Regions from separate parts of the Hordeum vulgare genome. Here region 2 is linked to region 1. The links are chromatin contacts, called in public Hi-C maps. All regions are on one chromosome and are shown on one strand. Each heading gives the region's core, a stretch centred on a gene start, on an enhancer-like site or on the middle of the called end of the contact. The rest is flanking DNA. Distances are from core to core; before and after follow the strand shown.

Region 1 (6,405 bases), core at 1,952-4,451:
TAACTCCTAGCAAAAGCAAAACAAAAGAGATGACAGCATCATGAAAGAAGTCGACATGTGCACATGGCACACATATGAACAAGTGGATTTTATGTGCAATCATTTTGATGTTTGTAACATAGACTTACATGATCTGTATCTACTTCAGCAATGATATCTTTAATTGTTTTATCATCCCCCATGTCATACTTCTTCAGAGCTTCTTCCAGCTCATCTACTGTTATGTATCTGCACACACAGATTTCAGCAATTAGAAAAACAATGCAAACAGTCAGAACTCAAAATAATAGAATATGGCATTCAAGTTAAGTTCAATTACCCGCTGTGGTCCTTATCAAAATATTCAAATGCTTTAAGTATGTGGTCTTCCTTCTCCAATCTATTCATGTGCATTGTCGCTGATACGAACTCAGAATAATCAATGGTCCCATTTCCATCAACATCAGCCTGTTTTGTCATAAAGGAAAAAGAATAAGGACACAAAATGGCTTATGCTAGAACTAAGGGAAGTTGGAAACAGTTGCAAAGCACTTTTAAACATGCTACCATCAAACTCTTCCTACCAAATGAGCACACAATGATATTTTGTGGTCTACATTGATACATCATCGTCAAGAAAACTATGCGAAGTTGCAAGTGGCCTATTTTCTTTTTCTTTTGAAGTAAGGTAGGTTCTAGGAAACTCATATGGTATGGGAGAATGTAGCATGTAAAAAACAATAGTATATGCCTGTGGAGTACAAACATACCGCCTCCATTAACTGTGTAATTTCTGATTCAGAAATTTTGGTGCCAAGTTTTGGTAAACCAGATCTTAGCTCTTCAAGAGTAATTGTCCCACTGTTATCAGTGTCCAGGGATCTGAACATTTCTTTCAAGCCTGTAATCTCTTCCTCAGACAAGTTCTCTGCAACGATCTGGTTATAATGGAGGAAAATAGTAGATTTAGTTGCTAATGAAACTCAATGCCAGCAGGAAAGGTAAATATTATTAAGTCTTCAATAACCTTCAATGCAACTTTCTTAAGCTTGTTCATCGCCCTGAACTGCTTCATTCTACTGATAACAGTAATGTCAAGTGGCTTATCTGGAGCCTCTCCATCTTCCCTGATCCATGGGTGATCTGAATGTGTAAAGTATTAGGTCAGAAATTATATTTCCAAACAGCACATAAATGAATACTTAGTCCCTAAAGAAAGATGACAGGTCTTCAACAACGAGAATAAACTCAGTAATCTACTTCTGAATTACTAATAACATTATTAGCAGTGCTTTGTATAAAAAAATACAGATGGAATACACTGGGACAAATGACTGATTTTGATCTGCTAATAATCTACTAGGCGAGTGCACATCTCTTTACAAATAAGAATGACATGCTATGAAATGTGTGTGCAGTCACATGATAACAGAAAGAGCAGTTGATAATTACTCAAAATCTCCGCAGCAGTCAAGCGCTCTTTGGGGTCTTGCCGCAACATCTTCTTCACCAAATCTTTTGCACCATTAGATATTGAAGGCCAAGGGTCAGATGAGAAATCTATGTGACCAAGCAAGACAGCCTCAAATATGCCATCCTCATTGTCTGGAAAATAGAACATGTGTGTTAATGGATAAATAAAAAGCAGAAAATCTAACTCGGATGAGAATTGGCACACATCACCTGCCCAAAAAGGAGGAACACCAGACAGAAGGATGTACAGAATAATCCCAGCACTCCATATGTCAGCTTCTGCTCCATAGTGCCGCTTCAGAACCTCAGGAGCAACATAATACGCACTTCCAACAAGATCCTTAAACTGCTCCCCTGTAAGATTCATAGTAGGCCTTAGCTCATTTTAAACATGCCGTGAATACAAAGAAAATTAAAAGCCAGCTCTATTTTGTACTTTCTAGTGATAAAGAGCACGGCAACAACAGTTTGCATGTGAAGCATCTGGTTTCGTCGGAAAAATTTAGGTGTCATTTCTGGTACATGTGCACGCATGTTTTGCAGGGTATATATGCCATCCTTTTTTCCCTCAACTATCAATGATAGGAACAACATTGTGCACAGATGTAAATAATGCAAATCTATAATGTCATTTCATTATCACCTTGTGCACCAAGCCAGAGCTGTCCCCAAAGAACTAAGAGTAGATGGTGGATCACTACATCCCCATACCAACAACAGCACACAACAAGAATCAAAGCTATAACATCTACAAGATCTAAGTATGACATAAGCATAAGCCAATTGCTGTCTCGTATCTAGCTCTAATTTTAGCACCTCCCAACTTCAAACCTCTCGATCCACGGGAATCGGTTAAAAGTCAAACCAAAATCCACATCAAGTCGAAGACGGGAAGAATCTCTCACAATTCAATCCATACCCGACTGAGTCAAATGAAGCGCTCACCGTGTTTGAAGAAGACGGAGAGGCCGAAGTCAGTGGCCTTGAGCGGCGAGTCCTCCTTGTTATTCAGAAACAAAAAGTTCTCGGGCTTGAGATCCCGGTGGAAAACCCCCATGGAGTGGCAGCTATGCACAACGGAGACCATCTCGCGGCAGAGCAAGGCGGCGGCTCGCTCGGAGTAGTGCCCCCGCGCGATGATGCGGTCGAATAGCTCCCCTCCCTCACACAGCTCCATGATGAGGTTGACCGAGTGGCGGTCCTCGTAGGCGCCGCGGAGCTCGACGATGTTGCGGTGACCCGTGAGGTGGTGCATGATCTGCACCTCGCGCTGCACATCCTCGATGTCATCGCGGTGGACGAGCTTCCGCGTGGCGATGGACTTGCAGGCGAAGCGCTGGCCCGTAGCCTTGTGCGTGACGAGGTAGGTGACCCCGAACTGCCCCCGGCCGAGCTCGCGGCCGAAGGTGTAGGTCGCGCGCACGTCCTCCATCGGACGTCCCAGAACGCGGCCCATGGCTACCTGTCCCGCTTCCGGCGTCGGGGCCGGGGCCGGCGCCGTCTGTGGCTTCGGCTTCGGCTGCGGCTGGGGTTTGGGCTGGGCCGTCGGCGGAGGGGCCGCGGCCGGCTGGTCGGCGGCGGCGCGGCGGTGGCGCGAGGTGCGGTTGCCCATTGTGTGCGAATGGGTTTGACGAAGGGAGATCGAGGCGATAGGGGGCTCGCTCGGGGTTTGAAGCAGCAGCGGTGCTAGCGTGGGAGTTTTGGGGGAGAGACGACCGTGGAGACCGCGTGATCTGCGCTGCGGTGTTGGGGTGGGGGAATCGATCGGGTGGGTGCGGAAGGGAAGCGAGTTGCCGGGTTGTGGCGGGGAGGTTGTCCGTCCGTGAGCCGGTGAAATCACTGTGTTTTTCTTTCGGATTCACTGTGTTGATCTTGTGACACAAGTTTAGTCGACTCCTCTTCGAAAGTCTTAACATGATCTGCCCCTCCCAACAACTAGGGTATCTATGGTGATGAAGTTACTAAGGTTGCTTTGCGATTGTTAAATATGACGTTTAAAGTATTAATCTCGTTTTTTGAAATTACACATAGATGTACCATACCTTTTTTTAGTAAAGGTATAACATGAATATTATCACTCACTGTGAATAACCAGTATAACATGAACACCACATCTAGATAAGACTAGATACAACCACCGATGACCAAACAAACTACAAAGAAAAAGTGTCTACCGTGCTAAGAACAACACTGTGTATCGACCAACGTCGGGCACCTCTGAAGACCCCACCCCCACCCCCCAGCTCCTACTGAATTTCGCTTGTTAACGCACCATCCATCGTGAATGACTAAGAGGGGGTAGGGTCTCGCCCTCATAGCTTGTGGATAGCCCTTAAGTCGGTTGAATCTCTCCTTTGGCTGCAAGAAAGATAATTTCTTGATAAAAATCCCTTTAAAATTTCAGCCCAATTGAAGTTACGGATCTCCGGATATTTAAGAAACGGTGAAGGGCGAGAAAACAGGTCACGAAAATAGAAGAGAAAGAGAGAGAGAGATCCAATCCCGGGGGGGCTGCTGCCCTCCGGGTGCCATGGCGGCCATGGACGAGAGGAAAAAAACCTCGCACCCAGGGAGGAGGCCAAGGAAGAGGAAGAAGGTTGGGGGCTATCTCCCCCTCTCTCCCGGTGGCTCCGGAGCGACGTCGGGGCAACCATCGTGACGGCGAGCTACACCAACAACTTTATCGCCGTCGCCACCAACTCTCTCCTCCTCTATGCAGCGGTATAAAACTTCTCTTCCCCACTGTAATCTTTACTTGAACATGGTGCTTAATGCTATATATTATTAATTTATTATCCAATGATGTGTGGCTATCCTAAGATGTTTGAGTAGATTTCTTTTGTCCTACAGATTAATTGTGATATGATGTTATTGATATGAGTTGTGTGTTGATATGGTGTTGCCCTAAGGTGCCTTCCGTAAGGTGCACACGTGAAGGATTAACGCTGGAGGTTTTGCAATATGTTCATGATTCACTTATAGCGAGTGGCTAGAGTGACAAAAGCTTACACCCGAGTAAGGGAGTTATGTGTGTACCGGAGTAAAGAGGACTTGATGTTTAACGCTATGGTTGAGTTTACCTTAATGATTTCTAGTAGTTGTCGATGCTTTCTAGAGGTCCAATCATAAGTGCATATGATCCAAGTACGAAAAGTGTGTTAGCGTATGTCTGTCCCTTATTGCATGTGATAAGTATCTATCATGTTATATTCAATTGCCTATGGAAAATCTTTCTCTTGCGTTACACAAAAAGCTTTCTACTAAACAAAAAGACCTGGACATGCTCTAATAAATATAAGTGAAGCAAAAGAGCATTCTATATGTAGAGAAACAGACATTCAACTTCAAATGATATAAGTGAAGCACAAGAAAACCGTTGTTTAGTAGAAATAATTAAACTCTCAAACACGAGAATTTAATTCTTTCTACTAAACAACGATATGTAGAGAAAGAGGCATCCAACTTCAAATGATAAAGAGCATTCTATAAATAATGGTTTTCTATAAATAACATGAAGAATTAAACTCTCGTTCTTCACTTATATTTGTTTGAGAGTTCATAAATAGTGACGGTAATTTGCATGGGTTATAAGACTACTCAAAAAATAATAGGTATTCAAGGAGTGATAATGAAAACCTTCATGTAGCACATTAAAGAAAAATTGTGGGTTAATGATATTGATGCGGTAATGTGAAAGGGTGTGGGTGCATCATTGTTGTTTCGTAGAAGTGTCTTTATTAAGAGGTGTTAAACTTCTTGTTCATCTAAAAATTAAAAGGGCATGGTTATTATGTGTGAGCATTTCTATTCCTTGTTGAAATCCTAGTGTTGTTTCAAGTCAGAGTCGTGTGATGGTTAATTCCTCCCAACCCTCTCCCTCAAGGCATGCGAGTAGTACTTTGATTTGTGATAAAACTAATAAAAATTTGCAATAAGTATATGAGTTATTTATGACTAATGTGACACCATGGACATACCCAATCTCACATCCTCATATTTGCTAGCCTCTTCGGTACCGTGCATTGCCCATTCTCGCCTCAAGGATTGGTACAAACTTCGCCAGTGCATCCAAACCTCGCGACATGATACGCTTTGTTGCACAAAATCCACCTTATATCTTCCTCAAAATAACCACCATACCTATTGGAAATATACCCTAGAGGCAATAATAAAGTGGTTATTATTATATTTCCTTGTTTATAATAATCGTTTATTATCCATGCTAGAATTGTATTAATTGGAAACTCAAATACATGTGTGGATATATAGACAACACATTGTCCCTTGTGAGCCCCTAAAAGGACTAGCTCGTTGATCAAGGATTGACAGGGATCCAACCCCCGGGTATACCCAAGTGGAGGGAACGCATCTCCAAGACATTTGGGGCCGACTGCCCCCCCCCCCCTCGGGGCCAGCCGACGGGAGCCGGCCCGTCTGGCCGACGCGATGAAGGCCGACTGGTGGCATTCGGCCTAGCCGGATGGCCCGGCACCAGCCGGTCAGGCCCCGTCCCATCCGATCGTATTGATGTATGGTGATGAGACTTGACGCATGATGCAGAGGCGCTCGTGACACAATGCGCGCTGACAATCTTGGCGTGGCCACATGTGCAATGATGTAAGGGTCAGCGAGGCTACAGATCCCCCATCACCACTGAGGTTGATTGGGTGAGACGGCCATGTAGCCATGCTTACCCCTACCTACTCTGTGACGGCCGACACAATAGCTGCTACGGTGCACGACCGGTGGGCCGCGCGCCACACAAGACCCGACAGTGAGCGGACCCCACGGCCAATCGAAGAGGTTGGCGGCCGGGTCCCACTTCCTACTTACCCCCACCACTATACATCTCGGACTACACTATAAAGCCCCATCTCAGCCCCTAGAGAGGGGGCACTCTGAAAGCGGAATTGCTCCCTAGGGTGGTTTTGATAATTGATCACAACATATGCA
Region 2 (6,405 bases), core at 1,034-3,533, 240 kb after region 1:
TGTCTGAGCTGCTCACATTCGACTGCAGACGCTTGGGCAAGGGAGACACAGACAATTCCTTACCTGAAACGTGAGTTGTTTCAGATAAAATGTTTGTTGTCTGTACACACAGATATAAACTATGCAAACATCTGCCTAAATAGGTACACTTAGTACCAATCATAAAAGCAAAACACTCAACTGGGGCTATAAGCAACCAAATAAATTAAATACCTGTAAGGTTGAACCCACCACTGGATGTAGGCTTAGTAGTTTTCGTTTCCCCGTGGCTGCAAAAGCAGATGACAACAAATCAAATGCCCCATTTCGGAAGAGTGGAGAAAAATGGAGGTGACATACTTACCCCAATTCAGATTGGTGTTCTCCATTGGTTTTGGTGTTCTTCTCTGAAGCCAAGTGCCAGAAAAGAGTCTTCTCTAAAATAAGGAAAACATTTTGCATTAGTACACGAAATACTTGGCATCAAAATTCCACATGTGTGCACAGAAGCAAGAAAAGGCACCTGAGGGATAAGGTTTAGGCTTTAAGTCAAACTCGGCGTCTGTTTGCATCTCAGAAAAGGCTTGCATTCTTTTGTTTCCCGCAGCTAGTTAAGAAAAATTTAACAAGTTAAATTGGATGATAATCGTTTCTTGGGCTGAGAATTACATGTTTGTATCACACGTCCTTACTTGGTACGATGTAATGTTTGTGGTGTCTTGTAGCGTTTCCAATCATCTGCTGCTGCCTAAGGCCTTCTTTATCGGTGTAAGTTTGGCAAGTCAGGACTTGCTGAACATGGAAAGTAAGTGTCACTCGTAAATCCTGCAGCTCTATCAGCACAAATTCTCGTGCTCAAATAGTCAGTACCTGGTTCAAGGATGCTACTTTCAGCTCAACAGTTGAGACCTCTGAAACCTGTTGTTCATACAGGTCCGTCAATTTGTAGGCAACTGTGCCAAGGTGGTCGACCGCGTTAACCAGGGCCCTGACAGCATAATCCTTCAAGTTGTCCAGCACGCTGATAACAAGAAACATGGGAAAAATGATCAGGCAACCTCTCACTGCATGTTGCACATCTGCACAGTGATCACCTAGCAGAAACTTGATGCGTCATTTTGTTCTTCCATATTTACGAATCCTTGGTTCCATTTGCAGTGCAATCAGATGCAGAAGATGGACGCATCCATTCAACAAAAATTAACAAGGTAGCCTCTATTTCTAAGTCAACCAAGAAGTTCTTACTTCTAGGTGGACGATTCTGAGTGTTTATTCTTTATCCAATGAGAATCGCGAAGTTGCACAATTTGGAATAACTATTTCTCAAGCGACCGTAAGATAGCAAATCTGAATTATGAACAGTTGTGCAAAGAAATCGAAAATTCCTACAGCCTTCAGTACCCATGATTAATTCTCTAGTGGTGTCTCAGCATTTAAGCCTCCGCACCTGGAGAGTGTTTCTCAATCAATTGCCCTTTATTTTGTCAGCTCCTGCCTCATGGGTAGATGGGTGCAAATATGCTACTAGCATACTACTGAACCAATCAATGCTTCATATAAAGCCATTGCCCATCATTGGTAGAATCACAACACCAAAATAGAAGTCAGGCAGAAAGTTTGGTTTAAACATCGGGCAGCAACATCAAGTAAACAATGATTGCCACACATGCAAAGTTGTTGTTACCCCAGAAATTGCGACCGAGTTGCTACAGAATTGAGTGCTAGAACTGGGAATCGCAGTGGAGACGAGAATGGCTCACATATGCTTCTGCTCGCTGTGGAGGTACGACTTCTCGCAGTACTCCGCGGCGGAGTAGAGCTGCGGGCGCAGGTTCTTGAGCTCCTGCACGCGCCGCAGACGCAAGTCACTCCAATATATAAGTATACCAAAAAGAAGCGGAAAACGCGGATCTATCGGCACGGCGATTGAGGCGAAAGCCAGGTTGGGTAGCAGCGGGATCTCCCGGATCCTGGCCGGCGGCGTACCTGGAGCGCCTTGACGAAGCTCTTGCTCCGCTCCATGGACGCCTCGTCGAAGGTGGCGGGAGCAGGGCGGGCGGCGTCGGACCCGGCCACCCACGAGGGCGGCGCCTGCAGCTGCTGCTGCTGCTGCTGCATCGCGTCCTCTGCTCGCTCCTGTCGTCGGTGGCAGCGGAGCGGAGTGGGAAGCGGGGAGGCCAAGGCACGTCAGCAGGAAGCAAGGTAGCGAATGCGATTCGCGTCTGCTGTCCCGCCTGGCGGGTGCAGCAGCAGCTCGCGTATTGGAGGAGGTAGCTGCTGTCCGGCTCCGGCTCCGGCTGCGTGCCGCGTGCGGGAGTGGAGGCAGGTGGTGAAGTGGGGCAGCGAGCGAGGAGGTGAGGGTGGGCGCGGATGGCGACGGCGGACGGGGTCGTGTTGGTTGCTAGTCGCTTTACTTCTAGTCAATGTGCGCAGCACCCACCCGCGCACTTGCCAAATGACGGCAGCAGATTAGCGGAATCGAGTGCAAGCTTTGTCAGCCTCTTTTTTTCCTTCGCGGGAAGTCTAAATAATCTAGTACTCCCGAAATATAAAAGCTTTTTAAACACTAAATTAGTGATTTAAAAGCATCTTCAACAGTGACCTAAAAAACGTGCGCACGGATTAAACATGATTTTTAACGCGCGCGGGACGAAATCGCGCTCCAGCGAACGCGGTAAAAAAACGCGCGCGTAAAACTATTGTGCGCGGGAGAAAGCGGGCGGTCGCGCGTCAGATTTGGCGCACCGCTTTCAGACGCTATAAAATGCCGCGCCCGTCACGCGGCTGCCCATAGCCACACGCCTCTCCCTCGTCGCTTCCTCGCCTCTCCCTTGCCTCTTCCTCTGCCTCTCCCTCGCCGCTCCCTCTGTCACCATGCCTCTGTGCCGCCGTGCATCCTCGAACTACCGCGGCGTCCGCGAGCGCCCCACCGGCACCTACTATGCCGAGATCCGGTCCGGCGACGTCCGCGTCGGCCTCGGCACGTTCGAGACCGCGCACGACGCGGCGGCGTGGCAACTAGGAACGCCTCGCGCGTAGATGAATTTCCATGACATCTACACGCGCGAGCAGGCGCAGGACCTCGCCCCTCCCCCTCGTCTGATCACGGAGCAAGACCGTGCAGAGCACCGTCAGCAGCAGCAGCGCCTGCTCGTCACCGAGGAGGACGAGCGAGCCATGGCGGAGTGGCGCCGGCGTGACCCGAAGGACGTCGCCGCCGAGAACGCCTTCTGGGCGGAGAGGACGGCAACGCGTCGCGAGGAGCGGCAGGACAGGCGTCGGCGCAAGTTACTCGCTATATCGCAGTGTGTGGCCGTCAACAACTGTGGGACGTCCATCTTCACTTCTGACGATGAACGTTGGGAGGACGCATGGCTATCTACCTTGGACAGCATCCACAGTGACAACTTGAAGTAGTTTTATCTATATATGCTAGTTTTATTATCTATATGTTGGACTAGTTTACATTATCTATGTGTTGAACTAGTTTTATTATCTATATGTAATATATTATCTATATTATCTACTCCCTCCGTTCCGAAATATAAGACCTTTTAAAGATTTGACTATAGATTACATGCGGAGTAAAATGAGTGAACCTACACTTTAAAATATAACTACATACATCCGTATGTGGTATATAGTGAAATCTCTAAAAGGTCTCATATTTAGGAACGCGTGAGTATATGTTTTATCATGTTGGTGCGACGACAACAATGAACTATATATAACGTGTTGGACAAGTTTTAAGTGTTATTTGCAGCGGATGCTGAAGCGCCGCGGGCGCGCTAAGTATGCTGCGACCGCTGGAGCCGACGCTCGTCTGCGCCCTAAAAATAATAATCGCGCGTTGTAAATCCGTATTTTGGGCGTCGGTCGAAGCGCGCCTGTTGGAGATGCTCTAAACATTTTTATATTTTTTACGAAGAGAGTACTTTTTATTTTTCTTATTACTCCCTTCGTTTCAAAATAACTGTCTCAACTTTATACTCTCTCTAGTATAAAATTGTATTAAGCGTAGGATAGTTATTTTGAGACCAAGGTAGTATTACCGATGATGATTGACAAAAAGAAAAGTGAGTTTGTCTCCTCTGTCGCTGTTCCGTTTTTTGGACGTTTCACGATGGCCTCTCGTCCTTGCACTTGACTGTTGCTGTTTGGTTGCCAAGATGTTTGGTGTGGTTGGTGCGTTGGTACCTTTCGGTTGTCGTTGTACATTGCAAATTTGTGCGTACCAAATTATGATGGCCTTGAGATGCTTGAGATAAAGTCATTTACTCATAAAGAAATACAAGAAAAAGTATCAATCTATCATCTTCAATCATGATAGTACAATGAAAACTACAAATAATAAAAATTACATTCAGATCTGAAGATCACCTAGCGACAACTACAAACACTGAAGCGAGTCATCGCCCCTTTCTTATTGGAGTCTGTCAAACGTTATTGTAATGAACAGTCAGGAAGTCGTCGTGCTAAGACCCTATAAGACCAACACACCAAAACAACAACCGTCGTAGATATGTAGATCGTAATTATCCAACCTAAAAACCCACAAACAAATACAAACGACAAACAGACCCAAGCAAAGACATCAAAGACAGATCCACCAGAGACACGTTTTCACCCGCTCATCGAGATGCTAGACGCATCACCGGAACGAGGGCTAGGCGGGAAGACCTTTATTCCATCTTTAGGAAGCTGCCATCGTCTCGCCTTCCTGAGCAAAATACAAACCCTAACAAATCTTGATGAAAGATCTAAAAACGGAGCCCACCCACCGACAAGGGTCGAGATCCACTCTGCCTCCATGGCCCTAAGGCCATCAAAGACGAGGCAGACCAACGACGACGCTGGCGGGAGGCGGTGGAGCCCTAGGCTTTTTTGGACGACGGCTAGGCATGTGCCTTGCCAACGTACGTAGTCATTTGCTCATTTTGATCTGCATATAGTCTATATTAAAATGTTTAAAAAATATATATTTATGACCGAAGGAGTATTAGAAGGAGAAATAGTTATATATTTTTTTGAAGTATATATACTTATACCTAATATATACCTACTAAAAATGGGTTACTCCTATATTTAATACATATATTATTACTTAGGGTACGTCATGTAAATTGCCTCAAAAAATATAAAATATTATCCATCAGTGCCTCCTATAAATCACAAAATCATTTTACAGGAAAATTCCATGACTGGGCCGGTCCATGTAAGGACCTTCTATATTGTGCTTTGCACGCTGGAAGCAGATACATCACTTCCGGTTTGGGCCAATCCATGTCCGAACGGCCTAATTTTGAAATTTCATTTTTTATTTTATCTTATTTTCCATTTTCGTGTTTTACTTTAAATAATTTGGGATTTAAAAAAAATAGTCAATAAAAAATGTTAGTGGATTAGAAAAATACTCTCCTCACAAATAAAATGATTGTTTATTAAAAATATATTCTGAATTTGGAAAATAAATGTTTGAGAAATTAAAAGTGTTCATCATTTTTTAAAACTCGTGTATTAAGAAATGTTAATAAAATTGAACCAAATTACGCCAAGCCAAAAAAAATTCATGGCTGCAAAAATATCCTAATTTTTTAAAAACTGTTCATGACTTACAAAATATTTTACTCAATCATAAAATGTTCGCCAATTCAAAAAATGATCATGCATTTCCAAAGATGTTCATTAAATAAAAAAATGTTCATAAAATCACCAAATGTTCGTGAATTTCATAAATTATTCCACCAATTTTGTAAACAAATGTTCGTCGATTCCAGAAATGTTTGCCAATTCATAAAAAATGTTTCCAAATGTTCACATTTTTTAAAAATGTTTGTAAATAGCATGAAATGTTCATGAATTAATAATTTTATTAATGAATTAATAAAATATTATTGATTTCAGAAAATGCTCGAAAATTTGTAATAGTATTTTGTTCACGATTTCAAATATGTGTAGGAGTTTAAGGGTTCATGATTCGTGAAATTGAGAGCGATGATGTATCTCGGTGATGCAGCAAAATATGGTCATGGCCATTAGAGATTTTGATTTTTTTTCCCCATTGCAATGCACGGGCACTTTTTTGCTAGTCATATCTATAAAAGTTCACTGGAGGTACAAAGCATCTCAAACACAATAAAAAATTACATCAAGATTCGAGCTCCCCCCTCCCGCCCCGAACAATCACTACTGCTGCTAGAATACGTTGATGTCGTTGCTTCCCTATCGAAGTGTGCTTGACCTTGTCGATGACAACCAAAAAGTATTCATGCATGTGCCCCTAAGGTTGAGCGCCCAGGAGCGGCAATCCTCGCCGTTGAACCATTGCATGGATCTGAAGCATCTGACAGCAAATCTCGTCACATGACAAAAAATCCTAACCTCACCATCCCAAGAAGACGATAAAAATCTACACCAAACTCCATT

What was found. Hi-C and Micro-C count contacts between places; a contact is called where the count stands out from the background.
Region 2: a Hi-C map of leaf shows a contact between it and region 1, with 5 times the contacts expected there. The contact joins the promoter of LOC123443914 here to the promoter of LOC123443913 in region 1. A contact is called at or near these places in 1 of 6 Hi-C or Micro-C datasets (leaf) and 1 of 1 datasets of contacts at active chromatin or transcription factors (embryo).

The regions. Positions count from the first base shown.
Region 1 is chr3H:378,397,994-378,404,398 of MorexV3_pseudomolecules_assembly, forward strand. LOC123443913 (calcium-dependent protein kinase 1) reads right to left here and starts at 3,202. Exons shown (of 8, transcript XM_045120472.1): 1 at 2,398-3,202; 2 at 1,663-1,806; 3 at 1,432-1,584; 4 at 1,007-1,122; 5 at 750-917; 6 at 320-447; 7 at 129-228. The coding sequence starts at 3,064.
Region 2 is chr3H:378,635,153-378,641,557 of MorexV3_pseudomolecules_assembly, forward strand. LOC123443914 (probable protein ABIL1) reads right to left here and starts at 2,284. Exons shown (of 9, transcript XM_045120473.1): 1 at 1,966-2,284; 2 at 1,740-1,822; 3 at 850-1,000; 4 at 672-771; 5 at 503-586; 6 at 344-416; 7 at 214-269; 8 at 1-63. The coding sequence starts at 2,097.